3 separate regions of the Mus musculus genome follow, and all the other regions are linked to region 2. Evidence: chromatin contacts called from public ChIA-PET and Hi-C data. All regions are on one chromosome and are shown on one strand. The core of a region is the stretch at or near the end of the contact, and the rest is flanking DNA. Distances in the headings are between cores, read along the strand shown. Region 1 overlaps Slc22a23 (solute carrier family 22, member 23). Region 2 overlaps Gm40908 (a long non-coding RNA gene). Region 3 overlaps Pxdc1 (PX domain containing 1).

Region 1 (3,638 bases), core at 948-3,447, 170 kb before region 2:
ATGACCAGTCTAAGAACTGCAAAGCTCTTTACAATGAGCTCATCCTATCTTCCTGCATCCCTGCCTATGGGCTAGACTTTTACCTAACCAGCTGTAATCCTGTTTTGCCCAGCATCCCCAGGAACCCAGTGATAAGATAGTAACTTCAAACCCAACCAAGATCTTAAATCTGACTATTGATAAAACAATGCACTGGAGCTCTGAGGGAAGTGTATCCCCAAACTCTCAGATATGCCTCTCTTTCTTCTGAGTGCCTCTTTTTCTCTTTTGCTGGTTCTTAAGCCTCTACAAAAATACCTGAGCATGAGTTCTTAACAGCTTTTCCCTAAAGCAGGACTTTGAAAATACAAACAAAACAAGCTTGGTGCTGCTTAAGTAAAACTGCTTTCAGCAGCTTTTCCTGAACTGGGAGCGCTACTCTCACACCGGCCACTTTACAGAGAACGTCCACTGTCATCCCTCTTAGTAAGTCAGACAACCCTTTAGGTCAAAGCATAATGAATGGTTGCCTTAAAAATATGGCACATATTTTGTAAGTTAATATTTTAAAAATATAGAAAAGGAAGCGAGTCATGGTGAATGCCTGTAATCCCAGCACTGCACAGTTGAGGGGTGAGGATGCTGTAAACAAAAGCCCATTCCAAGCTACAGAGCTAGACCCTGTCTCTGAAATTGTATAACACAGACAGACAGACAGACAGACAGACAGACAGACACACACACACACACACACACACACACACACACATTCAACGTGCTGGTGGAGGTTGCAGGGAAGTGAGGACTATAGCTCAGTGGTAAAGCACTGGTTTGATACAATTAAAGCCCTGGGTCTACACCCCACCCCACCCCACCCCTAATCCCCAGTATCACAAATAAAATAAAATAAAATAAAATAAAATAAAATAAAATAAATATGGAGGAAATGGATGACTGGAATATTTACGACACTAAGGATCAATAATTTAGGGAATGAAGTAGAGCTGCTTTGAATATATGGAAACTTAAAAGTAGCTACTTCTGCTTTCTTCTGTACTTTTATAAGTTGGTTCATGATTAGTGATATTATGCTGGCCCAGGAGAATGTTTCTAGATTTTAAAGTGTTAGAACTCTTACCTCTTACACACACACACACACACACACACACACACACACAAACTTGGGGGGCTAAAAGGGGCAATTACAAAGCAAATTCATTCTCTCTCTCTCTCTCTCTCTCTCTCTCTCTCTCTCTCTGCACACCTCAGTGAGCCTGCTTTGCACTGCTAAGCTGGGGACTCCCCTTAGCCCAGTCTCTTTTCTCACCTAGAGTCCCATGCCTGCTGTGAGCCAAAGAAGCCCTCACCCACAGGTCCTGGGAGAGGAGGAGCAGCTGGTTGTCTCCATGGAGGAATCCTGCCTTCAGCAGAATAGTGTCACTCTCTGTCTTGTCACTGGGTGCACACACACTAGCTAAGGACAAACACATCTTGATGACTGCCTTCATCCTCTCCACCATCTGCATGAGTTCTCAGAGGTGAGAAAACTGACTCATTCAAGACAACTAGAGAGCAGTAGGCTTGGGTTAGGGACCAAATGATGGCTAGATCCAGCTCTTTATGAGCTGCTTACAAGAAGTCGTGCATGTGTGTGCATCCTTGGGTGCACGTAGGAGAGAAGCAGGTAATGAGCATGGTGATTTGTCATACATTGCCTTTGAGTGTGGACAACACAACATCAACCAAAAATACAACTGCACCTGGGCTATGTGTCTAGATGTCTAGGAAGCACATAGGAATGTGCTTTAGGGACCTGAAGGAAAAGTCATTATTGACATACCTTATAATCCAGTTTTCTTCTACCCAATAATAACAAACAATGGTTAATATAAAAAATTATCCTTCTGTACAAAGATGTGGATGAGTCACATTAAGTATAAATTATGACTCTTAAGAATGGTTGAAGTGGTAAAACTTTTGAGATATATATATATATATATATGTTTTGCAAAAGTTGAAAAGGATTGTAAGCTACTTAGCAAGACATACGACACAAGAACAAGGTAATATTCTGAGGCTGACAGGAATTACACCCTATGCTTAAAGTATTTCACATTAAATCACTAAACTGAATTAAAGCTGCCTTTGCCACAGTTACCCCTGACATACCAGGCATTTATTGCTTCATCCAAAGGACACTGTTCCGTGTCTTGCATCATTGGAAAACATGCTGCCCCTTCCTTGCCTCCCTGTTTACCAGCTTATCTGACTCACCAGTAGCTTCTGAGGGCATTCCTTCCTGGCTTGCTCAACCAGTTCTTCACCTGCACCCATGACTCCCCCACACTCTGGTCCCTAGGTGATCTCAACTATGTTCACAGCCTTCAGCTCCTACTTTATGCTGAGGACCCACATTCCTTGTTGCTGAGACTCTGAATTGTGAAGCACTTACTAAAACAAACCTGGAAGATGCTCTTAGGGAACCACCTTCCTAAAACACAAGCCATCATCTTCTCTTCTCACACTCCAAAAGAGAAAGAGTGGTCAGTAGCTCCAAACTCAGTAGGACTTGGAATCAAATTTTGAATCTCTCACACTTTGTGGGAAAACACATATGCATGTATGCATACCCATGCACACATCTATCCAGGTACAAGCAGATATGTGCTCATCTTTCTGTGTTCTTCTCAGACTTCAGATTCCACCTTGCCCAAGCCCTGGCCTTGATTTACCTCCTCTTCCTTACACAGATACTGCAGCAGGCTCCCAGTTCCTAGCTTGGCCTGCAATGTTGGCCTGCTTACATCTGCAACCTGAGTGATTCCTCTAAATCAAACATTGAAAGGGTTTCCTCTCTTGCTTGGGCTACTTTATTGACTTGCTATCCTAAGTTCATGGAGGACAGAATTTTTGTGTGGTGCCCCAGACTACTTCTCAGGTTTTGCTAGTCATGATCCAGACTCCAGACAGGTTCTAATGACCTTCGGTATCCAAAACACAGTAGGCTCCAGCCAAACTCTAATGATCCACAGTATCCAGAAGGCACTAGGCTCCTCTGGTCTTTAAGAACCTTCATTAGATAATGAACACGAAAGCCAAAGCTCACGAGTTTCTTTCTGGTGCTAATGCTCTTAGTGCAATCAGAATACATTCCTGATCTTCCCTTCTTAAACTCTGAGTGTCCTGGGAGACAGGAAATTGTGTGCCTATACAACCTCAGAGCCTAATGGTGCCTAGGGTTTAATATATACCCAAATTGACAAGTTACTATTTCCCTGGCCCTCAAATGTTTAACAAGGAAGGAATAAAGGAAGAAGTAGCTTTTACGTGAGTTGCCAAAAAAAAGAATTATTTGAAATAGAACAAATCTGACATGGCACAGTGATTTGAATAAGAGTCATTAACAGAGCAGTTCTATGGCATTATATAATTTAAAGTGTATGCCTCTCTTCTCAGGCAAATGAATGATTTAATTTCATTAACAGTTAAACTTGGCAAACCAGGTATGGTCTCACTTTCCCCGTATATGTTTGAATGTTTTCAAGAAGCCTGGAACTCTTTATTTGTTTTCAAAGGGATTGATTTATTCCATTATTTTACTTTCATTCTAGGGTGGGGGCTAGGGGTTGTTGTCTGAGAGTTTGTCCCACATTACTTTC
Region 2 (3,720 bases), core at 1,142-3,641:
AGCTGAAGCTAGGCTAACCTGGAATCTGACCGTTAGGCTTTTGATCCCCCCACCCATCTTGAGCTGAATTCTTGAGGAATAGGAGCCAATTTAACGCAGGGGATTCTGAGAGAAAGAGGAGCACTAGGCCCTGTTAGATTGTTCTGTTATTTTCTCTTGAGCTGAGGCAGGAGAATGTGAATTTTGAGAAGCCTAAACTACTCCCTTCTTGTACCTGAATCTTGTTGCTATCACTCTAATGGGTCACCCTGTCACACACGAGGTCGTGGAGCTATAACAACTCCCACTGGGCACTGCCTTCTAGATTGTCCTTGTCCTTTGCTCCTCTGGTCTGTGCCAGAACAGTCTGGTCAGTGTCATGTTGTTTCAGACAGTGTCTTGTAGCCTAAGATGCAGTATTTGCTGAGTCAGCCAGTTCTCTCTGCACCGTGCTATGCAACAAACACAGTCCTAGCATGCCATTCTTGGCTCTGTATGTTTCATCGCATGGCAACTGTCATGGACGCCACTACCCTGCACACAGATGTCTGCTGAAATGGCCTCCCTGCTGTCAACCTGCTATTCCAACTTGAGGAATTCTGGCAGCTTTCACTCCTCTGCCCTTACTTCCCACAAACCACTGCAGTGGACAGGGCACAGCGAGACTTTTCCATTTCCAGATGAGGAAAACACAGAAAGATGCAGGCATGCTTGTCTGCCATGAAATTCTGGCATTTTTCTATCTGTCCTGGCTGAGGACCAACAGTGTCAGAGACACTGTGTCCTGCCCAAGCCACAGGTGGCTCAGGTTGCTCTGCAGCTCTACTCACAGTCCCCAAGGGGTCATTGCCCTTTGATCTCTATCACATGGCTTACCTTGACCCATCTCAAGTCTGCAGCATTGGTGTTTGTCCAATACTCTGTGTTGACCATTCCCTGGGGACTTTGGCCTGCCCTGGCTAGCCCTCCATCCACAAATGCTAGTAATCAGGAAGTCAGCACAGTGTAGAGTGGGAGGTACCCGACCCTCCAAGCTCAGTTTTTGTTCTAGTTGCCAGACTATGTCAGTATGTTTCCCCAGCCATTAGTGTGCATGAGAATCCCCTGCAGGACTTGCTGGAGTTTCTGACCTGCTAGGTCTGAATTTGGACAGTTTCCAAGTGGTGACTCTATTGCAGCTGCTCTGTTTTAAATAACTGCATAAGCAGCCAGCCTGGCAGGGAGGCCCCCACTGTCTGTGACCAAGAGTTGAAGCTGGTCACCCCAGAATTCAGAACACAAAGATCCGTTCTGGGCCACAGAAAGTCTACCAGCTGCCTGAAAAAGACTGCCACTCACAGAGTAATGCCTTCTGGAAGAATTTGCTTGTTCTCAAGGTAGAGCCCTCCTCCCTGTGTCTAGATAAAGCAGAGATAGCAGGAGCTTTGGAAGCAGTCCTTGTCACAACCCTGCATTCATGATGTGATGTTTTTGTAACCTCCTTGACCACAGAACAGACCACTCATGAGGTTGCTGGGAGCTTCAGTCACATGCATCCAACCTCCCTAATAGCCTGGGTGGAGAACAATTGCAGAAGGTTTAAGGAGCATCAGCAACAAGGCCTTGGGTGTCTTTCTTTCGATCCCTGCCCTCTGGCCATGAAAGCAAAGAGGATTTTCTGGCAGACAGGAGAGAGAGAGAGAGGGAGAGAGAGAGAGAGAGAGAGAGAGAGAGAGAGAGAGAGAGAGAGAGAGAGAGAGCAAATTACAAAGACACGAGTTTTCTCTATGTTTCTCTCTGCTCTAAAAGGTTCCATCAAAACCCTTGACAGCTACTTGGGAGCAGGACACAGGACACAGGGCAGCCATACTCCCCAGCTTGCTGGGAGATGATTGGGAACATGAGACAGATGGGGTTTTAGATAACTGTTCCAACTGCAGACATTTCATTATTTCTTTGTGTTGGGAGCACTCAAAATCCTGTGAGACAGTCCAGCAGGTAAAGGTGTCTGCCTGGAGCCCGAGGACTTGAGGTGGATCACCAGGACCCACAGGGAGGAAGGAGAGAACTGACTCCTACACTTTACCCTCTGACCTCCACACATACACTAGAGCTTCCCATCTCTATCACATTCACAAAATGCACAGTAAAAAATGTCAGTGGACAAGTGATTAAAGTCATCTCTATCTCTCCTTGTCTCTCCATCTTTCCCCCTCTGTCTGTCTCTGTCTGTCTCTCTGTCTCTCTGTCTCTGTCTGTCTCTCTGTCTCTTTGTCCCTGTCTCTGTCTCTGTCTCTCTCTCTCTTTCTCTCTCTCTCTCTCTCTCTCTCCACCCTTGGTTGGAACTCTGATCATCAGTCTTAGCCATGAACCTCCCTTACACATTCAGTCACATCTCTGGCTGCCGGTTGTTTTGAAATACTCAAGTTAATTATTGTCAACCACTGTTGCAACTGAGTTCTAGTGGGCTGGACCTTACCCTCCACTCAGGTGATCTCCTTGTGTCTATGCTCTTTCCTTCCTTCCAATACCCTTACCAAGTCTTACGCACCGCTGTCCCATTCTATTTTCTTGATGTTCATCTGTCAGATTCCACATGTAGCTGGGAACATTCTTGTCTTTATGTGCCTGACTTATTTCACAGAATCATTTCGTTTTTAACAAATGGACACCAGGGCTGGGTTTTGGAAGGCCCTTCTCTGAGGACAGTTTGTCCACTACATCAGTGGGCATGTTGCCTCTGAGAAAGCACTACTGACCAGGAACCCATGCCCAAGGCAGCAGTCCTATTCAATACATACAAATCCCCCAACTATGTTAGATGTCTTGCCCCAAGAGATGTCATTGTGTCACTTTTGAAGACCAAATGATGTTTAATACATGGCAACTGGAGCTCTAGGGCAGCTCCAAAAGTCAGAAGGGGGTCTCAAGCCCTTGATAGCATGGAAGGAGATCTTTGCTTTGAAAAATGAGAGCTGGCCCCATAGAGTAGTCTCAACTTTTCATTAGCACAGAGGGGAAGCTCTTCAATGTCCTTCTAGAAGGACCGCCTTCCCCACTTCCTTTTGCTTCTCTTTGCATCCTAAATAGAGCCTTTTGATAAGCTGTAAATAAGAAAATTGGATATTGAGGTTTCTCTATGCGAATATCTGAGCATTTTATTTTTTTAAAATGTAGATGTGTCTGAAATTAATGGCGTAAATATCATGAGCAACATTTATTTATGTATTTATGTATTTATGTATTTATTTATTTATTGGCAAGTGTAATTCTAGGCATGTGATGTATAAATAAAAAGAATGTTGAGCCTCCCTCCTCAGCCAAGAGTTAGGCAGACAAGAAACAGGAACAAGAAGTACTGGGACAAATGAAACAGGTAGCACAAGGTATGGGGTTTGGAAAGGCTGTGGTGTGCGTGTGTGTGTGTGTTTGTGTGTGTGTGTTTGTGTGTGTGTATTTGTGTGTGTGTGCATACATGTGTATGCTCATGCCTCTGTGTGTGTGTGTGTGTGTGTGTGTGTGTGTGTGTGTGTGTATGTGTATCTGTCTGTCTGGGACAGGCTGTTGCTGAATATCCCCGAGTCTCAGGTCTTTCTGGAGAAGAATTGCTGGTGAGTCTTTGTAAGTCAGAGATAAGGGTTAGGTGCCAGAACATAGAGCAGAAATGTTCCTGTGGTTTTGGCGAACACGAGAAGAGGGCGAAGGCTAAAGGTGGAATTACAGGCCAAAAATGTAAATTAAAACCAACTGACACCTGGTAGT
Region 3 (3,757 bases), core at 552-3,051, 170 kb after region 2:
AGGCAGTGGTGACCGCATCACCGCCTGGCAGAAGAGCTGACAGGTGCTGGCAGTGAGGAGGACGCTCTCTTCCCTGGAAGAAAACTTTATATCAGGTTCATATGCACAGGACCATGAATGCTTTCCCCTCGCCGAAGCTAGCAATCTTCTCCAGGCTTGATGTTGTGTAAACGCTCCTTCCGGCTCATCCCAAACCCAGATTCCAGGGAGCAGATGTAAAGAAAAAAAAAAGAGCCACACATCCTTCTTAGGGAGGTCCTGAATCACTTAATATCCCCCGTCCACGAGGTCCAGAACTTGGTAACTTAGCAAAAATCCTCTTGAAATACTTTGTGTGTGCCTTTGACACACAAGAGAAAAGTGGGGAGTCAGGGCCATGTGACCAAGAGGAATGTTCCCTAAGTCGGCAGTGAGACAAGAAGAAGCATGGCCTGGCATCCCAGAAGAGGCGGGCTGGAGGGGCTGAGAGCAGGAAGAAGGCCCCTCGGTGCTGCCTATGGTCATCGGGATCCCGTGTGCCTCTGCTTTCTAAATACCCAGGCCTGCTGAACCTCAGGACCCTAGGAGGTCCAGGCTGAGCAGTAGCTTTGGCCCTTGGAGGAGCACAGTAGACAGCATGAGGACATGCAGTCGAGGTTGGAGGCAGAGAAGGCCCGATGGAGAGGCTCAGTCCAAAATGTCCGTCTCAAACGGAACCAAATGGTAATAGGACAAGTTGGTGACATAAGCCTCTGGGTCGTCACCATCTTCCAGCTCTGAGGTGAACTCACCACCATTCTCAAACCTGAAAGAGACGACAGAGGTGAAGGCCACTGTATGGGACCCTAGCGAGAAGAAAGAGAGGACAAGAGGCAGCCAGGGCAGTGCCAAGATACTGAGGGCTCCAGGTTCTATGGAAGGGGACAAGGGACATTAAGGAGATAAGGTCCTTTCCAGGCTCGCAGCAGACACGTGGGAAGAACCATGAACACACAAACTAGTTTAAATGGGTGGTACCGCCCAGGCAGCGCTTTTGAGCTTTGCTGACTTGGCGATTACTTTCTGCATCTGTAAGGTAGTGGGGCCTTTATGCTTTCTTTATTCACAGTGATATTCTGGCTCCCGTTCTGTGTCAGCTCAAAGATTAACAGTGGACAGGCGGGTATAGGTGATGTGGTCCCAGGAGCTTGCAAGGAGCCAGGGAGGGACACTACAGGAGGCTCCCTATGGTCATGGAGGCAGGCTCTACCTCCCTATGGTCCTGGAGGCAGGCTCTACCTAGTGGCCAAGCCTAGTTTGACCCAGGATGACTTGGGCTCTGAAGGATGAAAGTTGTGGTTTCTTGGGGACCTCTGGCTGGCAGGGATAGCACGCTGGTGCACACTGAATGAGTGTTAAGGGAAGGAAAGCCCTTCGGCTTTGTGTGAGATGGAGCTGGCCAGAGACTGTCATGGTAGAGGAGTCAGATGGAGACCTTTTCACATCACCAGCTGCTACAGGGCCTAGGTCTGCTTGCCTCCACAACATACCCAGGGACCCCGTTCTGTCCCCAGGAACACCTAGCAACAAAGCCAGACCTCCCAACTGGCAGGCACTCTCCAGCACAGTCTAGCCAGAAGTTCCATTGCAGAGGAGGGTAGAATGCAGGCCACAATGAGTGGCCTTTGGCTGTCCAGCCATCAGTAGTCAAAGCTCCTGAGTCATCACAGACTAGGGTTCTAACTGGTCACCCATCAACTTGTGAGACAAACATATGTGTCCCAGTCCCGGTCCAGGAAGTCTAGAAGCATCTGGATTCTGGATCCTGGACCAGAGTACAGTGTTTTACACCTCAGAGCCAACACAAACTATCTCCTGGAGTTTTGCAACTTCTGAATGCCCCTCACATCTAGTGATTGGGTGACTCTTCCTCCCCTAGATCAATTAACCAAACTCTCGCCAGACGATGGCATGAACATTTAAAACACCCAAACTGGCAGGGCCTGCTGCTGTTCTCAACCTGTGGCTCACGACCCCTTTGGAGGTCAAATGATTCTTTCATAGGGGTCGCATATCAGATATCCTACATAATAGTAGCAAAATTGTAGTTATGAATTAGCAATGAAAATAATATTCTGGTTGGAGTCACGAGGAGCTGTATTAAACATGAAGAACTGTATTGAAGGGTTGCAGAACTGACAAGCTTGGGAACCACTGCTGTAGAGCATTGCACATACCACCAGCTTTCGACCCCTTGTAGGAAAACGCATTAGAGGACGTGCACTCACAAATGCTCTGTGGAATCCGCATCCAGGAGCTGGTCCTTCCCGTTGGGTATGCTGTGGTCAATGACTATGGTCTCTGTGTTTGCCAAACAAAATCCATTGGACCTCATGATTTCTGAAAACCAAAGCCATGAGGTAAGTACTCAGGAGAGGTCAGTGTTTGAGGTTAAAGTTTCAGGATTTATCATCGATCGACAGCTCTCAGCCTGGGTAAGCGATGTTTCCCTGTGCGGTGCACAGTTACCAATGCAAACTCATAACTGATCAGAGTGCTGAGGAGTAGTGACTGCTACAGGCTCAGGTCTACACAGGACATCTACAATCACCCCCTCTGAGGTTCAGGGGACATTGTGGAAGAAGGGGCAGAAAGAATGTAAGAGGTGGAGGGTGGGGAGGAGGACTGTGAATTGCCGTCTTCTGGACTTGACATAGCGGCTGTACCCAAGAGCTCACAGCAACACTGTCTTCTGCACAAGACTGGGCCCAGTGACAGTCTGTCGTGGACAGAAGATGGGCTTATAAGGTCCCACCTTTTCCTGGGGAGCTATGGGGGCCATGAAAGGGCAAGTAACATTTCTCGACAGTGTAGACACAGTCAAGTTGCCCTTGTTCAATAAATAACCTCCTACCCATGGTCACAATAGCAATTCTAAATATAGTGCATCATTAAAAAAATAAAATTAAAAGGCATGAGAATAGGAGGGTGAACTTGTAAAGAAAGGGTGTGTGTGTGTATGTGTATGAAATTATAAAATAAAATTTTAGAGCTGAAGTTTATATCAGTCTCCCCCTCCCCCATCACCCACTGTCTCCAGCTCTCTCTCCCGATACCCAGAGAATCCTTCTAGTGTTCAGACAGGAAGATGGAGATGCTGACACCAGTACCACAGGAGCAGTGTATCTCTCCCTGAAACAAGATCCTCTGGTATCTGAGCACCTCCACGTGTGCCCTGCCTGTGGGTTTACAGTGGAGGCTGGAGGGAAGTAGATGGAGGACTGGGCACAAGTCTGAGGCAGGCTCTATCCACCATTGTGACATGTGACATCACACCGTTTCCCTGCCCTTTCTGAGCTCTACCCTGTGGCTGAGACAGGGCTGACAGAATCTGCATCCTGGGTGGTGCTAAGAATTGCATTGGATGAGATCAGATTGTGTTTTAAATGAGTGGCTCACTGACTTTGTATCATGAAACTGTATATATATTTCTATTTTCCCCCAGTAAGCACCGATGTGGGTACTTTAGAAAAATCAACAAACAAAAGCAGCTTCCTTTGTCTACACTGGCGGTTAGTTTACAAGGGCTCTCCTGTGGCTGAAAGAGCTGACGGGGAGGATTGGTGGCTGGCACCAAGCTAGAAGCTTTCACTGCAGCCTTGTGGCCTTGGGACTCTTCTCTACGGGAAACCTTTAAGTTTGTTATTGGAGAATGTCACGGCAAGCAAGCATCCATTTAGTTAGACAGCCTCTTTGAATATCAAAACCCATGATGTCTAAATATCTAATGCAGACTGGG

Evidence for each region. Hi-C and Micro-C count contacts between places; a contact is called where the count stands out from the background. ChIA-PET counts read pairs in DNA pulled down with a chosen protein or histone mark.
Region 1: a Hi-C map of liver shows a contact between it and region 2, with 4 times the contacts expected there. The contact joins two enhancer-like sites. A contact is called at or near these places in 7 of 484 Hi-C or Micro-C datasets (liver and nephron progenitors) and 3 of 115 datasets of contacts at active chromatin or transcription factors (liver, pancreatic cancer cells and stem cell-derived neural progenitor cells).
Region 3: a contact with region 2 is called in an H3K27ac ChIA-PET map of liver, with 6 times the contacts expected there. The contact joins two enhancer-like sites. A contact is called at or near these places in 17 of 484 Hi-C or Micro-C datasets (cerebral cortex, cumulus cells, embryonic stem cells and 4 more), 6 of 115 datasets of contacts at active chromatin or transcription factors (astrocytes, bone marrow-derived dendritic cells, embryonic stem cells and 2 more) and 1 of 9 other capture datasets (embryonic stem cells).

What each region holds. Positions count from the first base shown.
Region 1 is chr13:34,288,309-34,291,946 of GRCm38.p6, forward strand. The region is part of intron 3 of Slc22a23 (solute carrier family 22, member 23); the gene reads right to left. Among named protein-coding and RNA genes, the nearest start is that of Slc22a23, 55 kb to the right of the region's middle. RefSeq lists an enhancer at 1-2,185. Within about 2 kb of position 2,198, at least 31 of the 459 cell types and tissues checked have an H3K27ac peak or open chromatin away from gene starts, as enhancers often do. A contact at or near this core is called in liver, where this site is marked.
Region 2 is chr13:34,461,995-34,465,714 of GRCm38.p6, forward strand. The region is part of intron 2 of Gm40908 (a long non-coding RNA gene); the gene reads right to left. Among named protein-coding and RNA genes, the nearest start is that of Gm40908, 18 kb to the right of the region's middle. Within about 2 kb of position 2,392, at least 40 of the 459 cell types and tissues checked have an H3K27ac peak or open chromatin away from gene starts, as enhancers often do. A contact at or near this core is called in hepatocytes and liver, where this site is marked.
Region 3 is chr13:34,628,105-34,631,861 of GRCm38.p6, forward strand. Pxdc1 (PX domain containing 1) reads right to left here. Exons shown (of 5, transcript NM_025831.3): 4 at 2,247-2,358; 5 at 1-784. The coding sequence ends at 667. Among named protein-coding and RNA genes, the nearest start is that of Pxdc1, 23 kb to the right of the region's middle. Within about 2 kb of position 1,802, at least 6 of the 459 cell types and tissues checked have an H3K27ac peak or open chromatin away from gene starts, as enhancers often do. A contact at or near this core is called in hepatocytes and liver, where this site is marked.